Regions from separate parts of the Triticum aestivum genome. Here region 1 is linked to region 2. A link is a contact called in public Hi-C data. All regions are on one chromosome and are shown on one strand. The core of a region is the stretch at or near the end of the contact, and the rest is flanking DNA. Distances in the headings are between cores, read along the strand shown. Region 1 holds the start of LOC123052399 (myosin-3). Region 2 has its middle 25 kb from the start of LOC123052397.

Evidence for each region. A called contact is a pair of places that touch in the nucleus more often than the background predicts.
Region 1: a contact with region 2 is called in a Hi-C map of leaf, with 5 times the contacts expected there. The contact joins the promoter of LOC123052399 here to the enhancer-like site in region 2. A contact is called at or near these places in 2 of 5 Hi-C or Micro-C datasets (both in leaf).

What each region holds. Positions count from the first base shown.
Region 1 is chr2D:170,708,353-170,713,397 of IWGSC CS RefSeq v2.1, forward strand. LOC123052399 (myosin-3) reads right to left here and starts at 3,361. Exons shown (of 24, transcript XM_044475547.1): 1 at 2,048-3,361; 2 at 1,405-1,506; 3 at 1,182-1,325; 4 at 953-1,103; 5 at 843-870; 6 at 573-738; 7 at 430-493; 8 at 298-311; 9 at 131-215; 10 at 1-34. The coding sequence starts at 2,617.
Region 2 is chr2D:170,472,295-170,477,519 of IWGSC CS RefSeq v2.1, forward strand. No RefSeq gene overlaps it. Among protein-coding and RNA genes, the nearest start is that of LOC123052397, 25 kb to the left of the region's middle. Within about 2 kb of position 3,852, at least 7 of the 8 cell types and tissues checked have an H3K27ac peak or open chromatin away from gene starts, as enhancers often do. A contact at or near this core is called in leaf, where this site is marked.

The DNA of each region.
Region 1 (5,045 bases), core at 2,111-4,610, 240 kb after region 2:
TTATAGTAATTGGCGTCTCTCAGTAACAATTTTTCTGCAACAGCACATGCATATAACAGGTCAAAAAATGAGAGGCGATGCAATGAAATGTAAGATATATATTAATTCCTTGATAGGAATGTGCGGTTACTTCTGTGAAGAGGAGAAGCTCCAGAGCACAGCTGATAGAAAATATGATATGATCTCTCTCCTGGTGCCCTCCGAACAACCCTCGACTGCACAAGCAAGATATAAGATATTAAAGCTTTCACAAATACTAAAATATGGAGTTTTGGATAAAGTCTAAAGCTATTGTACCTTCTCAAGCAGGACTGTTCCATTAGATTCAGTTAGAGGAACACGTCATACATGCCCAGAGAAACAATTTATCAGGAAGTTTGACAATATTATGACTAGCTATGTCAACAATATATGGTGCAGAAGGCTTACATGTTTGTATTTTAGCGCCACAAATCTTTCCGGTTTCAGAAAAGTGCATTTCAGTAAGTTTGCCCTGTATCAATACCATCAAGGTGTCACAAGAATTACCTAAGAATGATGAATTGACAAGATGTCACTAAAGATAAACTCACAAATCGGCTCGAGTTATCATTTCTTGATGTTTTTGCATTCCCTAATGCTTCCAGAATAACATTGGTCTGTAGAACTTCAGACTCCATTCCATTAGCTCCCCCTAGAGCAGCCAAATACTGCATCGCAATTTTAGCTGTTTCAGTTTTTCCTGCTCCACTTTCACCACTGAAATAAGACAAACATCATAGAGACCAGGTTAAGATTGGGCAACCCAGAGCTTTTAAGATACTGTGATTACTATTATAAAGGGCAAAGTAGATCATTCTGACCTTATTATTATAGATTGGTTTATGCCATCTGCAAGGTATCATAAGTTGCATTAGAAGATAAATCTTGCAAAACAATCCTATAAAACTGCCTACTCCTTTTAAACACCTACCTCTTAGCATTTCATTAAAAGCTATATCAGCAATTGCATACACATGTGGATCATTTGTGAGCTTCTGTCTGTATTTTCTGATGAAATCTTTCCCATAGAGTGGAACCTCTTTCAGTGGGTTGATAGCAATCAGAACAGGTCCTGCTTTTGTCTGCAAGGATAAGAGAACACAAATGAAGAGACATTGACTGGACCATGAACAATCTAGAGCTTGGTGGATAGTGCGTACGTAGATAAGATCACGAGAGTATCGGTATTGCAGATTGTAAAGGACAGAAGGTTCATTTAAGTAGCTCATCTGGATCAAATCATCCACTCCATCTAGAATATCAGGGTTGGCAGGCAAAAGTCTTTCTGGTGGCAGCGTCAAAACCTGCGCAAACAAAATATAAGTAACAATGATACCAAAGTTTACCCAAATAGCTATACCATCACAGCAACATGAGACTCACTTCTCCATTAACAAGGTGTATTTCGACGTCATCTCCAGAAATTGATTCAATCTGTCCAAGTTCCCACTTCTCATCTGATGCAGAACACCAAACCCGTAGCTTCTGAAAAACAATTAAAATATTATTGCTTTGCCTCATTTTTTCTACCATAACATCAGACTCAAATCATCAAAGGAAAGGGTTAATATCAGAACTAATTCCAAGCACATGCAAAATTGTTCTGTTTATCCAACATATTTATATTGTGAGGATCACCGTAACATGCCAAATTACTTGACACATAGGCCAAAGCAAGTATGTATATGCTTTCCTGACCATGAACGAGCATTAAAAAACAGTGGCTTCGTCTACTTCTAAATGTCGGGATAATAAGTCCTATATACTTATAGAAAAAACATTAAATTCTTTTGTAGATACAGAAGGGAGTTGTAAGTAAATATGTAAAAACATATGTGAGTAGTAATTTGATTAACATTTCTTGGTGTTAAATACTGAACGAGTTTTGCCATCATATCAGAGAAAGTATTCAGCCTAATTCTATGCTACAGAGACAAATTGAACTTGTTGCAACATGTTATCTGTTACTTTGTTCACATGATAATAGGATAAATCTCATGAATTTCACCAACAATGAGATTCTAACCTTCTGGAGGACATAGTCCATGGAATCAGTAAACACTGGCTTCCCATTTCTCTTTGCTCTTGCTGAGGAAAAATAAGGAGAGGGATGCTCCTTGCAGGCCATTGCATCCTTCCTTTCCTCGTGGAGGTTCTCAACATATGGAGACTCGTCCACTGGTTCCACACTGCATAGCTTTCTCTTGGCCCCAAAGATGCGACCATTTACAGCCTTCCCCTCCTTGGCCTCCTGCCCACCAATCTCCTTCTTGACCTCTGGCGTATTCTCCTTCTCAATCTCTGGCTTATTCTCATTCACAGCTTCCGGCTTCTTGTCAGTATCCGGTACAGCTTCCGGCTTCTTGTCAGTATCCGCTGCAGCACCCTCTGCCACTCCATCCTCGAGATGAACCCTAGGAGGCGTCGGCGACCGTCTTGCCCTGGGCAGACGGCCACGGCACGTCGGGCGGGCCGGCAATGCCGGCGGCTCATCCTTGGGCCGCTCGTCGCGCTTCTTTATGGTCTCGAGCAAGACCTCGAGGGAGCTCTTGGGAGCGGCCGGGACTGGCGCCATCACGGCGGCTGCAGAGAGCATCACCGCCGAGGAATCAACAAGCCACCGGACCAAACCAGTGAGCGCACGCAAGGGCTCACACGGCAATACGCCAAATCTTACAGCAGAGCGCCGTGGAGGCCAGGAACTTGTCCATTTCTCATCAAATCAGCGCCAACTCCAGGCGCATGAACCCCCCTGGCTCGGCAAGGGCCCGAAAGCGACACCCACCCAAACCCCGAATTACGCGACCAGGCACCAGGAGGCCTCAAAATCCCCCCAAGAAATCTGTCGAAATCTCACACTCCCGGCCCCGAAAACAGCACCAATCGCAGGCGCCAAGGACAGATTTTGGCGGTGCCGCACCGAGGGACGGGGGTGAAAAGAACCCAGACTTCGCGCGATTTTTCAAGGGAAGAGGGGACGGCACGGCCACGCCTGGGCAGCGGCAAAAGCCGGCGATCTCTGGCGAAAGGAAAGGCGAAAGAACCCGAAACCAAAGCAAAGCCTGCTCCGAATCAAGGCACTAGAAGCGGCAGCGGCAGCAGAAATCGCCCAAGAAACGCATCAAAAGCGAGCAGCACCGGAGAAACAGGATGATTTCTCCCCCCACTCAACCTCCACTCCCGAATCAGGACGAAAACCCCAACAAAAACGCAATTACTCCGCTCGCTATCTCCCTCTCTCCCCCCGCTCCCCTCGGGGCTTTTGTTTCGCTTCTCCCTCACAATTTCAAACCTCCGTCCCCTGCCTCCACCATGCCTCTTGTGTCTTTTTCCCCTTTGCTCTTGATCCGTTACTTAGGCCGCTGGCGAAAATATTTAGAGCAGAGAAAAGCGAATTACTGATGTGCCCCTGCGGGCAGCGCCGGACTGCGCCGGCCGGACGGTGGCACTCTCGTGGATACTGCGGGGACGGAGGGGCGGGGTGCGCGTGAGCTGTCTGTGGATTGGAGGCTCCGGTTTGGACCGTTGGATGCGGGCGGCTGCGCCCTCCGCTCCACGACTTCAGTTGGGGTGGTGGAGTTACCCAACTGCCCCTGGAGATTAGTGGTCTCGCACCACCAACACAGGTCTGACTGCCTGTTTCCATTCCTGTGTTGACGACTTCTTTTGTGTTCTCATTAAAATACTAATACTAAGATAAAGAAGGCCCCATTTAATTGTTTCCGATTTTGTTCGTGTTCATTAAAATGCAAGAAGATTAAAGGGATAAGTAGCTTCCATTTGGCCGGCCTTGTTTGTTTAGGCTGGTCATAGTGGGCATTACACTAGTCTAAATTACTACCTAAAGTAACATGATAGTAGTGTCATAGATGGCTTCATTTATTGGCTTGCAGACTCATCTTGTCTTGGGAAGCGCTATGTTACAGTAACATATTATGTTACCACCTCACATTAAATACTTGCCACATAAGTAAAAATTTCTTGAAATGCACTATGACTAGCCTTATACTCCAGTTTTTGTTTGAAGCATTTAGTTGTGGTGTTTGTGTAGTACTTCCTTCTTTCCGCTTTATAAGGCTTATCTTAAAATTTTAGTTTTCCCGTTTTATAAGGCTCAATTTGGTTGTTCTCATCACATGTTCAAATTTTAAGGGGTATTAAATCATTGCATGCAAGTATTAAAAGAAAATTGACCAATGCATGTGCTTTATGCATGCATGCACTGTAATTAATGCATTGGTAAACACAATTGTTTGAGGAAAACAAGCGCATTAATTGAGTGTTTTTGCAAACTACAAAAATTATTCCATCACTCACCATCTACCTTGGTTAGTGAGTTTTTGAATTGAGCCCTATAAACCGGAAAGGAGGGAGTATTGTATGTTCCATGGAAAGAATCAAGGCGTCATTCTTTTATCATAAAAAAATGGTCGTGTTATGGTCAATAGGAGGTCGTGCATTACAATAAGTAGATATATTTTTCTATCCGGTTCTCGTGTTTCCATGAGCCTGGATGGGTGCGCTTATTGGTGTAGTCTATGGATATTAATAATAAGTGGCTAGGGCCTTAAGGTTTGTTGTCGATCGTCGCCTCAGCTCACTCATTTGCTTGGAGATCCATGAAGATTCGTTTTCTTTACTGAAAGCAGCGATTTCGACGAACCGCACTCGAGTAAAAAGGGCCAAATATGCTTTAACCGGGACAATGTGGGGTTGCACGAGTCCTGTGCAAGTATTTGGACCCAAGGTAAGTAAGTGCCCGTGAATTGTTTGAGCCGTCGTGTATACTACGATTTTTAAGAAAACTAGAAAATGATCAATTGCTAAGAGAAAAAAATACTGCTGGAAAATATTGTACTAGTAGTAGGTGCAAGTACCTGATCCTGAGTTTATTTGACAGAGAATGTCCTATGGCGGCCCGCTGGCACGGCCGCGATATTAATCGAGAGACGAGCGCCGGTCGTTTGCAGCAAAATTCTATGGCCATGGAAGGACGCCTTCTTCGTCACAAGTCTAACATTTAT
Region 2 (5,225 bases), core at 2,602-5,101:
CATGAAATATTTTTAAATTCAATGAACCTTTTCAAATTTGAGGAGTTTTTCCAAATTCGATGAAGTTTTCTGAAATTCGATGAACTTTTTCAAAATCATAAACATTTTCAATTTCTGGAATTTTTCATTTTTGTGAATTTTTTTTCGTTTTTTAAATTCAGTGGAGGTAAAACAACGCTGCGCTCGCCGCATGGGCCGGGCCACGAGCTGGCGGCTGTGAGCGCCAGTTAGATGAGCAGGCGCCTGCAGCGCTGTACTGGAGTTCTTTTTTTTTGCATTTAGAAAACAGAAAAAGCTAGCTGGGCCGGCTCTAATATACACAGTAACGACGCCTAAAGCGTCAAATAGGAAATGCCGGCGCCTAGACCGGCTCTCCTCACTAAATTAACGGCCAACACAAAAGGTGTCTCTTCGCAGCACCAGTTTTGGGAACCTTCTCGCTTTGGAATTTTTTGGGCTAGTTTATCCAGCTCTTGTGTTTCACCAGTTTTATTTGGTTTTTGTCGGTTTTTCCTTTTGTTATTTTTATTTTTTATTTCATTTCCTTTTCTCATCCTATTTTTTGTCTTTCATTTTAGTTTTATGAACATTTTTAATTTTTTGTTTTTTTTAAATCGTGAAAATTTTCATTTAGTTATTTTTTTTCCAAATTTATGATGTTTTCCAATTTTATGAACATTTGTCAAATTCATATTAAAAATAATGATATTTGAATGTCTGTATGTTTTCAAAATTCATGATTTCTTCGAGTGCTTTAATATATTTTTGAATTTATAAGTTTTTTGAATTTGTGAACTTTTTCAAATCCATTATTTTTCCGAAATCATGAACCTTTTTCAAAAGTTGACGGTTAACAGGTCAACGGTTGACTGTGACACCGAGCTAGCAAGCAGCCGCATATGAGCGCACAAGGGGTCAAATAGGAGGTCTCTTCGTAGCCACCAAGTTTCTTGTCCTCCCACTCCATTTTTTTCGCCTACCAAGGTTATAATAGTTCTATCCACTATTCCGCTTACACGAGTAAGGGCATCTCCAATGCCGACCCTCAAGCCTCCTGCCTTCATTTGGACCATGCTGTCCGAACAACGGATGCCATGCAATGCGGGCCTATATCGATCCGCAACACGGTTCAAACATGTTTTCTCTTGCAAACCGGAGACAAACGTTTATGTGGTGGTGGTGGTGGGGCTTTGTGGGAGTCCGGCCCGCTTCTGACCACCCTAACCCATCAAAAACCCCTCCCTCGCCTGCGCACGCTTCTCGTCCGAAACGATCAGTGCCGCTCCAAAGCGCCAGTGCCCGCATTTTTTCTCGGCCAGAGTGGACGTGACCGCTCACTACCATTGGCATTGAAGCAGCGCTCGGCCGAGAGAGCGCTGCCCGCGCCACTTCCCGATGCAGGCGACTGCTACACGTTCAAACGACACGACAACCGCCCATCCGTCCGTCTGCCGCCCACATTGATGGCATGTGGTTGCCGAGGTGTCTCCTCCGGCGCCACCCGTCCGTCTCTGCCGCCCACCAAAGCTCTCCGGGACGGGTTGATGCCGAAGTAGAAGAAGGAGATGACCGCTATTGCTGTCGGCTGGCTGGCTGGCAGGCAGCCGGAGGACGATGATGTCCCAATGTAGGACACCGACGACAACCAGCCGACGCCACCCTCCTACTCTTCCGCGCCACCCTCCTCCTCCTCCTTCGCACCATCCTCGCCGGTGCACTGCACCATGAACTTCAGCGAGGCCTGTGCCCATTACATGGACATGGTGCGGGAGGGGCAGTTCCTGGAGGCGCAGGCCGACACCGCCTACAACCACCACCTCCTCCAGGAGCACTAGTAGGCGGTGGAGCAGCATGCCGCCGGCACGGCGGTCGCGCGGGACGCGGACCTGGCGGAGGAGGCGTTCCTCGAGTCCTACCGCTCCGCACGCGAGAGTCGCCTCGCCTGCTGGCTGTACCGCCAACGGGTGGCGGAGGTGGCGGCCGCCTACAAGGAGTGTGACGAGGCGGGCGAGGCGGTGTTCGGCGAGACCGACGAGGAGGAGGACAGCGCCGAGACAGTGCCCCGCCGCCACGACCACGAAACCGGCACGTCCACGGGGCAGCGCCGGCAGTGAGGAAGAGTAGTGCACGGTAGGCGTCGCTGCTCGTATCCCAAGAAGGCCACCACTCCTCCCCTCCCGTTGAAGCCAAGCTTGGTGTGCTCAAAATCATCGGCCGATTAGCCGCTTGGCGACGTGGAGGAGGACAGCCTCGCTTCTCGGAGCTCTGGAGACAGAAGTTACGGAGGCAGAGCTGGAGAAGGAGAAGTTTCAGTTCTCGGGGCTCATGTTTGGACACGGGGAACGGGCGCCGACGACCATTCAGATTAGGTATTAATTATACCTCCAGAGCTGGACTAACATCCCTTAGTTGATATAAATGTAATGAAATCCATCATATTTATATAAAATCCATTCGTGTCAAAATTCGCCCGGTTTACACGAATTTTGTCCGGTTGGTTTGAACTATTGTCAAAATGTATGCGGCTACGGTTGAATGTTGTCTTCCCACATTTATGTCTGGGATTGGTCCTTCCTTTCTGTAGACAGCCGTGGAAGAAAATTTACGGGTTACCATTGAAGATGCCCTAGGGTACAATGTTGGCCATAGCGGGCATTCTGCGTAGGAAAATATTCGGTAATCCAACAGCATTGGTGGCGCAAACGCCACTCGCCATAGGAGGTGGAGTAAGCTGGAATAAGGCGGTGGCAGGGCGAGTGTGGCCAACTATGCACACAAAAAGCGCCTGTGAGAATATGATGCTAAAGGTTACTGAATGATCCTTGAACGTCCCTTGAGCGGGCCTGGGTGTTGTTGCTCTCACCATATTGTGTCCTACAATGTGAAGTTGGTTACCTTGTCCGATTGTTTCCTTATTAGAAAGCGGTGGCATCACAATCGAGTGGTTGGAAAGGCTGACGTTACTGCATGGCAGACAGTCTTCTGGACGAAAAAAATACTAGCATCATGGATTGAGGAACCACTAAGTGCAGGATGCGGGACGCAAACGGGCTAATAGCCTCATCCCTGGACGTATGTTGATGCAGCAAGACAAGAAATGATCACTTTTTATCTTAAGAGAAGCGTACACAAGTCAACATTTTTAAGCAGACAAAACAGCTCCTTGGGGAAGCGTCCCGTCGGCAGAGAAGCAAGCAGTTCGTCCATCCCTCCCGCTGCACTCCAGGCTCCAGGTCCAGGATAAGCGAAACGCGCGATTCCAGGCAAAACAATGCGCTACCACGAAACCGACGAACCGTCATCCCATCCCCGTAAGCGTATCATGTGTCCTCGTCTCGGCGGAGACCAGCAGATCCAGAGCTCCTCCCGCTACCGTGACAACGAAGACGACGACGGGCAACGAACGCTCTGGCGAGCATGCACGACTCCTGCGTGGCCTGGCTATCAATCATGACCCGCCGCTAGCCGGCCGGCGACTAGTAGGCCGGGCTCCTCGAAGGTTTTTCACCGGTCCGCTCGAAAACCGCAACCAAAAGCAACAGAGGAGTGGTCTCCTCCGGTTGCTGGCGCCGTTCGAGATTGCTGTTCACGCGACAGCACGGATCGGGCGGACCACGGCATAATGCAGGCGATAATCTCACGTACGGCGCGGGACCCCTCGCTAGTTGGAGGACCCCACCCGTCGCAGATCGGGAGGATGCCATTGGATAACGATTCAGTTTTAATTGCCACGTCGGACGGAAAGCATTATCACCGTTCAATTAGCTCGATCGTCCGGGCCGGGGCCCCCTCCCGTGCGCATGAGAGCGAGCCGCCCGCATGCAGCCGCCCTGGCGCTGACTGGATGCATGCAAGGACCCGTCACCAGCCGCAGCCGGATACCGCTGGCCGAGAACCGAATCTGCCGACGAAGGTAGTAGGAACGGAGTCCGTCCAGGCGCTCAACGGCACAGGTCACGCCAAGCCACCATTGCTTCCTTTTTCTATTTTGACAAGAAGAGTGATGAGATCAATGCATAGCGGCCATATGGGGCTGAGTTGGAGGCTCGTCGGCACCACGTCAGAAACCGCGGCACACCCGGCTGCACGTCCTACTACTGTTGTACAGGTTGGTATCGACGATCGGTTCGGTTGTTGTGTTCTATCTATATCTATCCTATGCAATTATAGATCAGCTCTTACTGTGGATAATAATACCTTTGGCCAACTTGTTGATACCATTCAATCAGCGCGTGGATTTCTCGTCGCAAAATATGGGTGGACTTCTATCGCCGTTGTGGCCCAGTGTTTCGACAATAATTCAACCGAGAGCAGCCGTAAAGTGGCTCTGTCGCACGTCGGTTTCCAGCAAGTGGTATGCTGTGATGTGGACACCGGTAGATTGTGGGATTAAAGGTGTCCACTGATTGCACGAGCGGCACATGCTCTTAGGGCGATCGCTACTTCTCGCAGCCAATCCCATTAAAAATGCCAGCTACTCCTCTACATACGTACGTAGTACATACAATAGAGCGACGCTTTTGTCGCTGTCATCTAGATCAAGTACACTGCTACTCCCTCCGTTCCTAAATGTAAGTCTTTATAGAGATTTTACTAGATAGACTACATACGAAGTAAAATGAATAAATCCACACCTAAAATGCATCTATATACATCCGTATATAGTTCATAGTAGAATCTTTTCAAAGACTTATATTTTGGAACGGAGGGAGTACATGCAAGTATAATTGCACGGCACGGACAAATCACGAGCGCACACATAAGCACGTTGGCTGTAGCCGGCGGGAGGCCTGGGATACGTACGTGTACGTACGTACGTAGGCAGGAAGAGGCCGGAGCACTGGATCCAGAATTCCGGATTCCAGAAGCAAACTACATTAACAGATATGCATCCGCTAGCAAGGATCGTAGGGGACGAAGGAACAAGCCACCAGCACCCTGCGTAACTCCAAAATCCAGCTATCAGATGATTGTGTGTGTCTAAGCTAGTGGGCGACCGCGTGACGGTGCTTGCGTGTTTCAGAGTCACCTAGAAGATGACGGCTTGGAGTCTTGCACCCACGATTCTTCCGCCAGATTCTAGTTAATATATTCACCTTATGTTTCTGTTGTTGTAACACAAAAAGAATGACATGTTATATTACTTCGCATATAAGATTTCTCAGATTTCAAACTTTGGAAAGTTTGACCAAATTTACATTAAAAAGTATTTGAAATATTCTAGA